Linked DNA regions of Mus musculus: regions 2 and 3 are each linked to region 1. A link is a contact called in public promoter capture Hi-C data. All regions are on one chromosome and are shown on one strand. The core of a region is the stretch at or near the end of the contact, and the rest is flanking DNA. Distances in the headings are between cores, read along the strand shown.

What was found. Promoter capture Hi-C pulls out the DNA fragments that hold promoters and counts their contacts. Capture Hi-C pulls out chosen DNA fragments and counts their contacts.
Region 2: a promoter capture Hi-C map of pre-B cells shows a contact between it and region 1, with 5 times the contacts expected there. The contact joins the promoter of Slc39a3 here to the promoter of Med16 in region 1. A contact is called at or near these places in 2 of 39 promoter capture datasets (liver and pre-B cells).
Region 3: a promoter capture Hi-C map of liver shows a contact between it and region 1, with 5 times the contacts expected there. The contact joins the promoter of Zfr2 here to the promoter of Med16 in region 1. A contact is called at or near these places in 2 of 39 promoter capture datasets (the C10 cell line and liver) and 2 of 9 other capture datasets (adipose tissue and liver).

What each region holds. Positions count from the first base shown.
Region 1 is chr10:79,907,590-79,910,763 of GRCm38.p6, forward strand. Med16 (mediator complex subunit 16) reads right to left here and starts at 1,349. Exons shown (of 15, transcript NM_198107.2): 1 at 1,229-1,349; 2 at 1-67. The coding sequence starts at 1,306. It overlaps R3hdm4 (R3H domain containing 4), which reads right to left. Exons shown (of 8, transcript NM_177994.5): 8 at 2,463-3,174. It overlaps Gm24019 (a small nuclear RNA gene), which reads left to right and starts at 1,606; the gene lies at 1,606-1,712.
Region 2 is chr10:81,035,874-81,038,952 of GRCm38.p6, forward strand. It overlaps Slc39a3 (solute carrier family 39 (zinc transporter), member 3), which reads right to left and starts at 1,442. Exons shown (of 4, transcript NM_001358898.2): 1 at 1,331-1,442.
Region 3 is chr10:81,231,632-81,234,532 of GRCm38.p6, forward strand. Zfr2 (zinc finger RNA binding protein 2) reads left to right here and starts at 1,532. Exons shown (of 18, transcript NM_001034895.3): 1 at 1,532-1,611. The coding sequence starts at 1,559.

The DNA.
Region 1 (3,174 bases), core at 99-2,598:
ACTTCTCCCATTCGCACACATAGGCCAGGTCCATCATACCCACCGCACCCAGCACGGTCCCTGGCTCCTGGGGAAAAGGGAGGCAGTGCTCTATAGCAGCTCCCAGCTAAAGGGTGTCTAGAATGTTCTCCAGCGAGAGCCCTGCTATAAAATCCATGATGCCCCGCCTGGGGTCACTCCTCCCTAGGCAACCCAGATCAGCCTGAGCTCAGCCTACAAACGCTAAGCACCCTCCACACACACAACCGGGCCCACCCCTACCACTTCAGTCTGGGCCTCAGTCTACACTCTAGTTCAGTCTCCAAGCCTTGCCTGGGACCTAGTAGCTTAGACCCCGCAGCAGCCCATGCCACACAATACTCTCAACAAGTTAACATCCAAGGCTCAAATTCTGAGCCTTTTTTTGTTTTTTTTTTTTTGAGACAGGGTTTCTCTGTGTAGCCCTGGCTCTCCTGGAACTCACTCTGTAGACCAGGCTGGCCTCGAACTCTGAAATCCGCCTGCCTCTGCCTCCCAAGTGCTGGGATTAAAGGCGTGCGCCTGGCAAAAAGCCTGAGTCTTTTTTTTTTTCTTTTTGGTTTTTCGAGACAGGGTTTCTCTGTATAGCTCTGGCTGTCCTGGAACTCACGTTGTAGACCAGGCTGGCCTCGAACTCAGAAATCCGCAGCCTCTGCCTCCCAAATGCTGGGATTAAAGGCGTGAACCACCACACCCGGCTAAATCCTGAGTCTTAACACACACACCTCCACCACCTCCCGCCCAAGCTCGTTAAGCTCCACCCACATTGTCTAATCACCCTAGGCTCCGCCTCCAAACCAAACTGGTAAATTCAGCCTCAGTTTCTGCTCAGCTTGTGACTACTAGGTCACCTCTCTGCATCGATCTCAGATCTTTAGCACCCCCAACCCCGGCCCACCTTAGACTCCGCTCCCTAGGCCACATCCCTCTCTATCAGTCTTATTTCTTCAGACTCTGCCCCTCCATCCAACTTCTGAACTCAGGCCACGCCCCTCCCAGGGAGGCTCAGCCCCTCGGACCACGCCCCCTCCTCAACCCCGTCGCCTTAGGCTCCCCCTATTCACATCCCTCCCACAACGGCCTCTACCCAGCAAGCTTTGTTCCCAGGCCCGCCCTCTGACCCCGCAAGCCCCGCCCCTCGGCCTTCCGCTCGCGGTTTTAGCCTGAAACGCACCAGCCACGAGTCCCGTACCCCGCACGCCGTACTAACCTGTCCGCCCCGGGCGCCCAGTCGGCCCGGCGGCCGCGGTCCACACTCGCCCCAACGCCCGGGATCCGACGCCGCCATCTCTAGGCCCGCGCCGGCCCCCTCGCACAGACTTGTGGGAGAAGCTCGGCTACTCCCCTGCCCCGGTTAATTTGCATATAATATTTCCTAGTAACTATAGAGGCTTAATGTGCGATAAAAGACAGATAATCTGTTCTTTTTAATACTAGCTACATTTTACATGATAGGCTTGGATTTCTATAAGAGATACAAATACTAAATTATTATTTTAAAAAACAGCACAAAAGGAAACTCACCCTAACTGTAAAGTAATTGTGTGTTTTGAGACTATAAATATCCCTTGGAGAAAAGCCTTGTTTGTGCTCGCTTCGGCAGCACATATACTAAAATTGGAACGATACAGAGAAGATTAGCATGGCCCCTGCGCAAGGATGACACGCAAATTCGTGAAGCGTTCCATATTTTGTTCCTCAGAGGAACTGACAAGCACCCTAACATCCTATTGGAGGCTCACTCACGTTTTTTCTATTTTGTTTCTTGACAGCAGAGCTCGTTGCTCACTGTATAGCTCAGGTTGGCCTGACACTGATGAGGTTCTCCAGTGACTGCCTCTACCTACCTACTGGGATGACAGAGGTGTACCACCAAGCCACGGGCTCCTGTGTGAGTGTGTGTGTGTGTGTATAAGTGTGCCTTCCACAGTGCACGTAAGAGGACAAGGAGTTGGTTCTTGCTCTCAGATCATCAAGCTTGGCGGCAAGCACCTTAACGTGCTTAACCATTTTGCTGGCCCTCAAGTGACTGTTGTTTGAGGCAGGGTCTCACTGTATGGCCCTGGCTATGTAGACTAGCTGGCCTTGAACTCACAGAGATCCATCAGCCTCTGGCTCCTGAGTGCTAGGATTCAGAGGTGTCCAACAATGAGACCTGTCTACCACATGGCCCAGGCTGGCCTCAAAATCACTTGTCACTGGTCACCATGTGGTTTAAATGGTGCTGGGGATGGAACCCAGGGCTTTGAGCATGCTAACCAATTGCTTTCCCCATCGAACCCCAACCTGGCACCTCATCTTTAAGCATTTTACATGTTGTAAAATGAACTAATGTTATAGAGACTTTGAGGTTCCCCCGTGTCCAGCTTGCTAGCTCGTGCCCTCAGTGATCTCCCAGTCTCACCCACCCCCACCAAACCTAAAGACAAACACGGGGACAGGACTCGAGCACCAAGGCTTTATTAAAATCGTCCCTTTCCCCCAAGCTCAAAGAATCACACAGAAGGGGAAGGGAAGGAGGGCCAGGCCTGCTGAACATATAAGACCTCTGCAGTGACCACAGCTATGCTGAGCAGCAGAGGGGACAGGGGAGGGGACAGGGAACACAAGGTCAGAGGCTTCTGGCTGGAAGTCCTGGACCCCTGGCATAAGGAGAGGGGAGAAGGAGGAGGAGAGGACAGTCTGAAAGGCAGGCAGGGCCTAGGGAGCTGGGGACAAGATACACACATCACCAAAAAAAAAAAAAAAAAAAAGCATAAAATGAGCCCTTGAGACAATGCTTGTCCAGGTTCATGGCACATGGCGTGCATACATGTGCGCCACACACACACACACAGACAGACAGACAGACAGACAGACAGACACACACACACACACACACACACACACAAGAAAGTGTCCTGGGGAGGTCTGCAGAGTCCTAGAGAGAGGACCAGCCACCCTCATCAGAGCTGAAACATGGAGGGTCAGGCAGGGGTCACAACAGAGCCCACTACCGGCTGGCGCTAGGTGTTTTGGTTGTGCCTCCCCACTTCAAAAGAGAAATTAAAAGAAATCTACCCCAAAACATGCCAAGTTCATTAAAACTGATTAGGAGAGGAAAAAAGGTAACAGTCTGCTACTCCTTGCCTGAGCTTCTGTCTCAAAGAAAGCTAA
Region 2 (3,079 bases), core at 192-2,691, 1.1 Mb after region 1:
ACTTTTCCCCAGGGCCCCCAGGGTCCCCCTTTATTTTGTTCCCAACAGGTGCACAGCCATGAAAAGAAGCAAAACACACATATATGTAAAATGTTAAATTATGGGAGCGATCAAGGAAGACACTGATATGGAAGTTTAGGCTCCTCACGTGTGCACATACACGGTCTGAAGGGATGTGACTATCATCTTAGTACACAGGAGGGTGAGGCGGGACAACGGCTACACATTTGAGACCAGCCTGGACAGTGAGGAAGACCCTACTTCAGAATAAAGTAATACAACAAAATTTAAAAAGAAAATACAGCCGGGCAGTGGTGGCGCACGCCTTTAGTCCCAGCACTTGGGAGGCAGAGGCAGGCAGATTACTGAGTTCGAGGCCAGCCTGGTCTACAAAGTGAGTTCCAGGACAGCCAGGTTTACAAAGAGAAACCCTGACTTGGAAAGAAATATAAATAAAGAAATGAAATAATAAGATAAGATAGTAGCAGCAGAGACACTCTCAGCAGTTGAGAGCACTGGCTGTTTTTGCAGATGACCAAGGTTCCATTCTAGCCTAGAAAGATCTATCTATTCCCCTCTTCTGGCCGCTTTGGGCACTGCACACATGTGCATAAACACAGACACATAAAATAAATTTGAAAAGTAAATTTTGTCGAAAAAAAAAAGAAGGAAAGTAAATTTTAAAAATGAAAATAGGCCGGGCAGTGGTGGCGCACGCCTTTAATCCCAGCACTTGGGAGGCAGAGGCAGGCGGATTTCTGAGTTCGAGGCCAGCCTGGTCTACAAAGTGAGTTCCAGGACAGCCAGGGCTATACAGAGAAACCCTGTCTCAAAAAACAAAAAAAACAAAAACAAAAACAAAAACAAAAAAAAAAATGAAAATAAAATACGAAAGAAAATTAGGATGAAATAAATAAGGTTAAAATTAAGTTAAACTTTAAAATTAAAATATTCTAGAGGAATATTATAAAGGACATAATTACTATAATTTTTTAAAAAATTAACAACAAAAATAACTCCCTTAAAGTCCTTCCCTCCACTGCTGTGAACACAAGGCAAAGTGCATACAACAGGCGCCCAATTGATGCTAGAAGACAGGGTCAGGTAGGGATACCTCGGGTGCTCTCAAAATCGGGCCAGTCGGGGCAGGGCTGGCGGGCGACAAGCTCAGTCTTTCCTTAATCACTTATTGTGCGCCTACTGTGTGCTCCACTCAGCCTCACACTGAAGCAAAGACTCTGTGAACAGGCAGGCACGGTCGGCCAGGGCCCTCGGCTCCGCCCTGCCCCAAGCCCGCCACGCCCAGGCCACGCCCTGACCCCTCTTGTACCTCTGACAGCTCCTCAGGCCTCCAGCCAGTGCCACCTGCCGCCAACTGCCCCGCGGTCCGGACCCCGCCGCAGCGGACCAGCCGAGACCCCCGGGGCTGCGAGCTGCTACCTACGCCCCGCCCACATCAGCGTCTATTGGACACTGTCAGTGCCACTCGACAGAACTCATAGTCCATTGGTCGATGCTGCTGCCAATCCTTCTGCAACGCCTACTGGCTCCGGAAAGCAGTTTTCTCCTTTCTAAACATGAGTGCAGCTACCAAATGATTCCGATAGAAAACACTACTTGGCAACATAGTTCCGGAAGTAGGGCCTCCATCCCGGAGCTGTCCAGGGTCGCGTGGTACTGAATGAGTGTGGCTGGAGGCTTGGCAGGAAGCGATTTCCTACAGCGAATGGAACATTCTTGAAGTCTTTCCTCGCGGCTTAAGAAGATACAGGCGTCCACCAAATATCTATTGATAGCCAGAATAAATTCAAGCTCAAGAGGTCTACTGTGCCCCTCAATCACTACAGTTACTAACAATGTAATCATTCTACCCATACCTGCAGCCTAGGAAATGTCTCCTGAAGTGACATGGCACCTGAGTAGAGCCTACAGATACTACACAGTATGCCTTATTTTTACATTCATTTGTTTGAGCTACGGTCTTGCTGAGCAGCCCAGGCTGGGTGGCATGCAGAAAGCTCAGAATCCTCCTGCATCAGCTTCCCGAGCGCTTGGATTGTAGGTGTGAGTCACCATACCTGGCCTCCTGCTATATCTAGAGCACCTCACACAATATGTATGCTGTGTAAACCGTGCTTTTACTGTGCTAGACAACAAAGATGACAAAGACGCTTCATTCACTGCAGATCAAAGCTTTACAGAACACTATAGTTTTACACATGGTGATGTATGTCTGTCATCCCAGCACACTCTGGAGGCTGAGGCAGAAGATCCATGTACTCTGTCTTCCAAGACTGGCCTACAGAATGAGACACTGTATCAAAAGAGCCATGCACAGCACACTAACACATGAGCCTACCCTGATGTATGTGACATGAGCTTCTCGTATTTTCACTTATTTATTTGGTTTTTGAGACAGGGTTTCTGGCTGACCTAGAAGTCACTCTGTAGACCAGGCTAGCCTCAAACTCAGAGATATGCCTGCCTCTGCCTCCCAGAGTGCTCAGAATAAAAAATATGCGCCACCATTGTCCATCTAAATAAGTAAATAACTTATTTTTTTAAAGATTTATTTGGTTTGATTTTATGTGTATGAATGCTTTGCCTGCATGTCTAAGTGCCATGTGTGTCTCTGGTGCCCAAAGAGGTCAGAGGAAAGTGTTGCATGACCTTGGGTCAGAGTCACAGGTGGTCCTGAGCTACAATGTGTGAAACAAACCTGCATTCTCTGTGAGAGCAGCCAGTCAGTCTTCTTAACTGATGAGCTGTGTTCAGTCCTCCTTTCTAATTGTTAAATAGTATTCTATTGTTTGGATTAACTAACTATAGATCTGCTTGAATTTTGTTGGAGAGTTGGGGTGTTTCCAGATAAAAGTCATTTCTTTTGTTTTGTTTTGTTTTTCAAGACAGGGTTCTCAGGACAGCCTTGGCTGTCCTGGAACTCACTCTGGAGACCAGGCTGGCCTCCAACTCATTAATCCGCCTGCCTCTGCCTCCCAAGTGCTGGGATTAAAGATGTGCACCACCAAGCCCAGCAAAGGTCATTTCTAAACCAGCAGATTTGAAGCCATTGTGTGAA
Region 3 (2,901 bases), core at 282-2,781, 1.3 Mb after region 1:
GCCATTGATGTCAACGTCTGCCCTCTGCATGTGCACTGACACATGCACTGGCACATGCACACACACACACACACACACACACAAACATTTAAAGAGGGGTGGGGGCGTGGTCAGAGGTGATGTCCTATGTAGAATTCAGCCAGTGGTCAGGGGTAGAGCTCTGCCTAGTATGGCAAGCAAGGGTCCTGGGGAAAATGGAGACTAAGCTACAATTTGATTTAGCAGCTGAGAACTGCAGTTGATTTCCAGACGTTACCAGAAGTAAAAGAGAGCAGAGAAGGATGTCCCCAGTGTCCATAAAGAACTAATCGCCCAGACTTTGGTCCCTGAAAGTGTGAGAGAATAAATGTTTGGGGTTTAACCCCCCTCCATTCAGTTTCTTATCTTTCCTGGTAACTAATATAAGACCCCACATAGTAGTGGATCTCCAAGGTTCTTTCTGCACATCCTGTGAGCACATCAAGTTCCTTCCTGCCACAAGGCCTTTGCCTGTACTGTCAGTACTCTCGGATCTCCTACGTTCATACGAGTGTACATGTGAGTATAGGTCACATAGGCTCTCTCTTCCTGACAACAGGTTTGTTCTAGGCATTTCCCACCATGGAAATGCGTGCCTACTGTCTCACTGAGCACGAGGCTCATTCACCTGTCGGTGCGGCCATAACTCCCACCCACTTTCAGAACCTTCCATCTACCCACACTATGCCCATCACCTCCCTACTTCTTATATCTTACTTCCTGTGTCTGTCAGTCTGAGGACTCCAGGAACCTCCTGGAAGTGAGATCCTGGTCCGAGTGTCCTTTTGTGTCTGACTCATGCTGACATGCTGTCCTCAAGGGCCATCCATCCATGTTGGAATAGGTGTCTGGGTTTCCTTGCATTTTCTGGGCTATTACTCCATTTTGTGTGTTTCCTTTAGCACTGATAAATCAGTTTGCACCTTTCTAGAACACGTCAGAAGTTGGACTCTCAGAGGCAAAAGTCAAGGGCACAGGGCTTGCAATAAATAATAGGGGAAAAGATCACATGTAACTCAAGAGAAACTGCCACAGTCCCCCTGCCTTCTAGAAAGACGTGGGCTACACACCTAGAGCCTTAAGCCTTGGAGGCCACACATGCTCAGGTCAAGGATGGTCACGTGCCACCCACCCACTCTCTCAGCCTTGGAATTTCTCAAGCTTTCTCAAGAATCAGCCAGCTCTCTGCCTTGCGTCCAAGAAGAGATAAGGAAGGTGGCAGTGTACATCAGCAGGTGATGGGGCTTGCCGCCAAGCCCAACTACTGGAGTTTGATCCTTGATCCCTGGGACTCCACGTGGCGGATGGCAGGCCGGGTCTAGAACCGACTTCCCTAAGATGTCCTTTCATCATCATAGAGGCACCTGAGTTAGGCGTCCTCCGTAGGGGGCGGGGCTTGGCCGGTGGGCGGAGACAGGCTGAGGCTCTCTGGGGCTAGGGATGGCAGGTTCGAGCAGGGGCGGGGCTTGAACGAGCACGGGGCGGTGCGTCGGGGGCAAGGCCCTGACGTCACTCCCGTGGGCTCCGGGAGGACGTGGACATGGCGGCTAGCAGCTCTTCCGGCCTCGCGCAGGGCACCAACCCGTCGTCCAGGTAACGAGCCCCGTGGGCGGCGAGGCGCCCCAACCCCGCGGGACTCGGTCGTGAGTCACGGGGAGCGGGGCGGGCCCGAGGCGGGGCGACGGCCCCTGGGGTCCGCGGGAGGGCGGGGCGGGGAGTCCGGGGAGTGACAGGCAGGGTGGGGGCGGGGACCCCGTGGGGATAGGGCTAGCCTAGGAGGGACCGACCTGGATGGGTAGGGTGGGGACCGAGGATGGAGGACAGAGTTGGGGGAGGGGACTGACCTCAGAGAGGACCTGAGACCTTGGGGAACCTTCCAAGCGGGAATAGGGTGGGGTGTTCTGGCCCCTGATGGATAGAATTGGAGTTTTTGGTGTCTGATGTATGGGGGAATCCTCCAGGCAGGGATGGAGTCAGAGTTCTGGTTCCTGATGGATGGAGGACCCTCGAGACGGGGATGGAGTCTGGGGTTCTGATGTCTAGTGGATGGGGGACCCTCCAGATGGGCCTGAATTGGGGGTTCTAATCCCTGATGAATGGGGGACCCTCCAGGTGAGTATGGATTGGGGGTTCTGGTGTCTGACAGATGGGTTACCCTCTAGACAGGGATGAATTTGGGTTCAGTCCCTGATGGATGGGGGGCTCTCCAGACGAGGATGGGGTCTGGGGTTCTGTGTCTAATGGATGGGGGGCTAAGCTAGGCAGGGTAAAGTGAGCCTCTGGTCTTTGGAAGTCAGTAAAGCACAGGCAAGTGGCACAGGCTTCCAATCCAATCTTTGAAGAGAGAAGCTGAGGCAGTGTGTGTGTGTCTAAGTTCAGGGCTAGCCTGAGCTACAGTGAGTATGAGGCCAGGCTGAAGAACTAAAGGAGATGTTGTCTCTAAATAAAAGGCCACATGAATAATGTCCGTGCCAAGTGGAGAGAAGGCGCTTGGCTGTGTGTGAGGAGTTGGGGGCTGACGGCTGGGGACGAGTGTCCTCTTCACTCAGTGGCTTGGTTAGGGTTACAGTTGCAGTGATAACACACCCGGGCCAAGAGCTGGTGAGAGGGTCACTGTGGGGACCAGAGTTCCAGGTCTGTAAGTCAGGCAAGTCCACTGCCGTAGCACAACACACACAAATATACAAATGATGAAAAGAAAAAAAAAAAGAAAAGAAAACGCTCCAGTCAACAGCAAGCTGGGAGGAAAGGATTTGCGTGACTCACACTTCCAGATCACCATGACAGGAGCTCACACAGGGCAGGAACCTGGAGGCAGAGCTGATGCAGAGTCCATGGAGGGCGCTGCTGACAGGCTTGCTCCCCATGGCTTGCTCAGCCTGC